Linked DNA regions of Rattus norvegicus: region 1 is linked to region 2. A link is a contact called in public Hi-C data. All regions are on one chromosome and are shown on one strand. Each heading gives the region's core, a stretch centred on a gene start, on an enhancer-like site or on the middle of the called end of the contact. The rest is flanking DNA. Distances are from core to core; before and after follow the strand shown. Region 1 has its middle 23 kb from the start of Nme8. Region 2 overlaps Elmo1 (engulfment and cell motility 1).

Region 1 (2,700 bases), core at 84-2,583, 600 kb after region 2:
AGCAGTGGAAGGTGTTAATCAATTTGTTAAGGGGAAAATTTAATAAACAGCCATGACTAGCTGAAAAGTCTCTGAACCAGAATAAGGACCAGACCCAATTACATATTCTTAGAGGTGCAGAAATGGCACTTTATCTTGTGGGTAACCAACAGTTGTCTAATTGATCTTTAGTCCTGCTCAATAGGCAGAAACTCAGGTCTAAGACTACTCTAAACTTACTGTAGCCAAGAACCTGTGGTTGGAGAGATCAGAGATGCTAAGGCAGAACCTACTAACATTTCATAATTAATAATTAATGTTAATTATATCAATTACATTGTAAATACCAATAGCAAATTGTAGCTTTCACTCCTCACTAAAGAATTTTTTTTGCAATAAATGGGAGCTACCACAAAGATTCATAACTAATTAAAATACAGGAAATAAATGAGTAAAAGTTCTAACTGGTACATCTATAAAACAGGATGTACACCAAGGTTCAGAAAATATCAGGGATGGAAAGATTGCAAAAGCAGGAAGACTGCTGAAACCTAATGTCTTTTGAACAAGACAGAATGCTATATCCACAAAATTTCAATTTTACTATTTCAATTGTATCATTGCTTACACATGACATGTTAATTTGGATGTGTGGGGAATTCCACATTAGTCCCATTAATGGAGAGCTGTAGGCAGTCAATGACTGCCAAGGTAGAGAGAATTGGTTTTCTCCAGGATCGAAACCCTGGCAAGTTTCCTACCCCTACCTGGGAAACCCTAAACACATGTACATATGAGCAACATTAATTGGGCTCAGTCCACTATAGATTTTACACACACACACACACACACACACACACACACACACACACACACACACACTCCTCTTTTATATGTGTGTGTTTGCAAATATAGTAATTATAAAATGTCAAGAATCTAAGAGGAGTTCTTGAGGGGAACACAGAAGGACTTGGAGTGAGAAGGGAGATTATAGGAAGAAAAGCTGTGTGAAGCAGTAACCACAAGCCTCTGCTTTACCACGGGAGCATGATGAGCAGTTTCCATTTTCAAACTTCTTGGCTGAGCTCCAAAGCAGTTCTGTTTGGCCCAGGAGTCTCCTAAGCTTGTTTTTCAGAGTCATTAGCTTTTGACCTTCATCCCAAGGGCAGAATATCAGCCAGCCTCCCGATGAGTGTGCTCGAATATTTCTGATTTTGAGTCTTCTAATCATAAATGTTGCTCCTTTCCTCTGTGCACTATTTCTGTCCTCCCTCGCTGTGAGCAATAGGCTGGCCTCCATGCCTGTCTTCGGGGTTCTTTTGCAAGCTGGCGGCTTGTTGGATTTGACCACTGTGAGGAGGTGCCATCTAGTGGGAGGAAGAGGACTGGGAATTCTTCCCTTGGTCATTACAGTTGAGGTGCCGCTTACATCCCTTTAAGAAACTGCTTCTAAAAGGCAGCCTGGCTCTTCACTGTGTCTTATCATGTCTCTTCAGATCGGATGGTGCTAATCTCAGGATACATCATTTCCATTGATGATTTCCTTATTCACACATCTCTAGAAAGAGAATCATCCTCAAGCTCATCTAAATTACAATATTAATACAACCTATATTCTACTTTTTTTAAAGAAGCAAATTTGATTCCTACTTCTTTTAAAGAAGCAAATTCGAATTCTACAGAGCTTAAACCTCTGCCTTAAGACAGAAGGGATAGAGAAACAGCTGCCAGCTTCTCCATTTGTGCATGGTCTTCCATTTTTCCTGCACACAAAGCTTTGCAAATGCCACTACATGTAAACAAATAACAGGACTGGGGGAGGAGCTCAATTTTCTCTGGTTATGAACTCTTTTTTTTTTATTATTAACTTGAGTATTTCTTATATACATTTCGAGTGTTATTCCCTTTCCCGGTTTCTGGGCAAACATCCCCCTCCCCTCTCCCCATCTTTATGGGTGTTTCCCCTCCCCATCCTCCCCCCATTGCCGCCCTCCCCCACCAGTCTAGTTCACTGGGGGTTCAGTCTTAGCAGGACCCAGGGCTTCCCCTTCCACTGGTGCTCTTACTAGGATATTCACTGCTACCTATGAGGTCAGAGTCTAGGGTCAGTCCATGTATAGTCTTTAGGTAGTGGCTTAGTCCCTGGAAGCTCTGGTTGCTTGGCATTGTTGTACATAAGGGGTCTCGAGCCCCTTCAAGCTCTTCTAGTTCTTTCTCTGATTCCTTCAACGGGAGTCCTATTCTCAGTTCAGTGGTTTGCTGCTGGCATTCGCCTCTGTGTTTGCTGTATTCTGGCTGTGTCTCTCAGGAGCGATCTACATCCGGCTCCTGTCGGTCTGCACTTCTTTGCTTCATCCATCTTGTCTAATTGGATGGCTGTATATGTATGGGCCACATGTGGGGCAGGCTCTGAATGAGTGTTCCTTCTGTGTCTGTTTTAATCTTTGCCTCTCTATTCCCTGCCAAGGGTATTCTTGTTCCCCTTTTAAAGGAGTGAAGCATTCACATTTTGATCATCTGTCTTGAGTTTCATTTGTTCTAGGCATCTAGGGTAATTCAAGCATTTGGGCTAATAGCCACTTATCAATGAGTGCATACCGTGTGTGTTTTTCTGTGATTGGGTTATGAACTCTTGGTACTAGATAAAAGATAACATGGTCTTTTAAGCCTGCCTTCAAGAGACCCCACTTGCTTTTTCCCCTTTTCCCAGTACAGGACTAT
Region 2 (2,700 bases), core at 160-2,659:
CTCCCTACACCTGAAAACCAAAGTGGGTCTGGATTTACCAATAATGCTCGGACAGAGAACATAGACCCTGAGGAAAATGATTCATCCTTGGCTTATGATGTAGGTACACAGGCTGCAACAAGAGGTTGATTCCTCATGCCTCCCACCACTTCACCTTCAGGGGAACTCAGCATCCCCTGGCCTCCAGGCTGCACTGTAGGCCCACCAAGGCCTTGGCAGATGGACAGTACACAGAAAGAGGCCTCGTTTGAGAGTCTGGGTAGAGAAGACCAGACAGTCCTGTGCTGCTTCCATGTCAAGTAGTGATGCCTTCTCTCCCAACCCAGAGTGAAACCATGGGAGGCAATGGTGGAAGGGGATGCTGTCCACCTTAACTGGCCCACATGTCTCAGCCAGCAACACTGCAAAGGTGGGGAGGTGGCATGAAAGACACAAAGACACATGAAAGTCTCACCAGTCAACTCAATTCATCTACAGTGTCAAATGGACAGGCAAAACCAAAGATGTAACACAGAGAAATAAATAGTGCCCAAAAGTGTTCCTAAGAAAGTTGCAAGGATGAATGTGTTATTAATAAATATTCTACTCAGAAAGACATTAACACCATAAAATCAATAGTTTGAACTTTTTTAAATTAAAGAGACATTATTACAAAGTTGAAAAATGGTCACTTTGATGTACTCTAGATAAAAAGCTAATTACTAGATGCTTATAACAAAGCAATTTCGCACAATCAAAACCCTATCTGAGGGTTTGTTTTGTTTTATTTGGAGAAAAATGTATCTTAAATAAAAACTATTGCCTAGTATTTTCTAACCTTCAAGCCAGCATACTATTTGTATCATTTATGTTGGAGGCCAAAATGGAAACCTAATTTGACAACTGCGGAATTTCAAGTTAGCTAAAGGTCATTCTCAGAACAGTGATGCTATCCCTAAGCAGGCAACAACCACGACAGCTGGTTAGATTCAACACATGTTGCATTCTGATTTGTAAAGTGTGTGTGTGTGTGTGTGTGTGTGTGTGTGTGTGTGTGTGTGTGTGTAAGGAACAACCCATTAACATCTGAAGCAAGATAAGATGTTTTAAGAAACATAAACTATATATAATCTCATGATGACTCAACTCCAGACTTCCAGCTTTCTTTAAATATGGAATCAATGCATCTGCATAATCCAATCACTAGCCCAATAATAAGAAGCCTCCTAGAACTGTCATCTTTCATTCCACTCAGGAGAACCATGGAGGCTTTTGAAGGAGGCTCAGGAAGGCTCGATGTGTTCCAGCCTAACTGCTCTCCATGACACTTAATCAGAACTGGATAAACAAGCGAAGGATTAGTCACACTTGTGCAACGTATTCCACTGCACCGCAGCCAGAAGAGATTTCCATGTGATCCTATTTAAACCAGCTAAACATCTGGAAATGTGGAAACCATTCTGTAAAGCACAAGAGGACCACACGTTCGATACGACTGAGGTCAGATGGGGAGGGTGGGAGGGGAGAGCATCCTGGAGACAGAGTACTTACAATGAAGCCAAGTTTTTTATAATCCCGAGTGTACATGGACTTGCGTTTCTCCATGCTGCCGCTGCTATTATTCGGTTCTGACTCTGCATCAAAAGCAATCCTTCGAAGTTCAAATATGATGTCCCTTTGGGCCTAAAGGCGTTAGAGGGGTGAAGAAAAGAGGCAAAAAGTAAGAAAGTTGCTTTCACTGTGTGTGACAGAAGACTCCCCCCTGACCTGTTGCCCAGAGTCTAAACCAGTCACTGCATTCAGGCGAAGCAGAAGAGAGAAGACAAGACGCGTCCTCAGTGAGAACCCAGACTCCTCTCTGCTCAGGCTCAGCATTAATCTATCCCTCAGTCAAGCCATTTGGAGCAATGATAAATATTATCTAGGACGGTCCTACATAAAAGCCTCAAATACAACAGAAGGACTGATGTTGGCGAAGGCTAAACGTGAGAGTGTTTGAGTAATATTCTGTTTGAAACAAATTAAGAGATGTTCACATGGCTCTTGGGCAATATTTTAACTATGAGAGATCTCTCACTCGACCGAGGCCTGACTTCATGGAAACAAGAACAAGATAAAAATAAAAGAGAGGGCCCAAAGGCAGAAACAATGGCAAGTGTTTTTCCAAGGTTGAGTGTGGTGTTGGGATGTTGTTAGCCTTAGCCAGGAGCAAATTATCAACATATTACCATAGGGAAGAACTTTACAAATTTGCAAAGAGAGTGTGTCTCCTAGAAATGTCAGGGACGCTGCGCCTATGAAGTACCACCAACAGGACTGCTTAAAGAACACCGGAACAAGGATGACACCAATGGACATGCTAATGTGGAGAAGGAGAAAGGTAACTAAGGATGCTAACAGAAAGAGAGATCATCTTCCCCTGGTTATCTAAGACCAAATGTCCAGCCCAGAAATCACATATGAGTGATATTATATGGACTGAACGGGTTGTATTTATGTATTTAGAAGTTCACATACAGATACTTATATACATATGTAACAACATCTAAAGAAAAAGAGGCCATGAATTTAAAACCAAGGAAGGTCAGTATATAGGAAGGGTGGGAGAGATGAAAGGAGGAGGGTAATAATGTAATTAAATATGCTACAATCTAAAATACAAAAAAATATAATAAAAAATTAAATAGGCCGAGTAGAACAGGTGAGATAGAAAAAGCCACA

The links. Hi-C and Micro-C count contacts between places; a contact is called where the count stands out from the background.
Region 1: a contact with region 2 is called in a Hi-C map of liver, with 7 times the contacts expected there. The contact joins two enhancer-like sites. A contact is called at or near these places in 8 of 12 Hi-C or Micro-C datasets (the A7r5 cell line, Schwann cells, hepatocytes and 5 more) and 1 of 1 datasets of contacts at active chromatin or transcription factors (oligodendrocytes).

What each region holds. Positions count from the first base shown.
Region 1 is chr17:49,909,573-49,912,272 of GRCr8, forward strand. No RefSeq gene overlaps it. Among named protein-coding and RNA genes, the nearest start is that of Nme8, 23 kb to the right of the region's middle. Within about 2 kb of position 1,334, at least 12 of the 93 cell types and tissues checked have an H3K27ac peak or open chromatin away from gene starts, as enhancers often do.
Region 2 is chr17:49,304,697-49,307,396 of GRCr8, forward strand. Elmo1 (engulfment and cell motility 1) reads right to left here. Exons shown (of 22, transcript NM_001395578.1): 13 at 1,531-1,662. Among named protein-coding and RNA genes, the nearest start is that of Elmo1, 210 kb to the right of the region's middle. Within about 2 kb of position 1,410, at least 7 of the 93 cell types and tissues checked have an H3K27ac peak or open chromatin away from gene starts, as enhancers often do.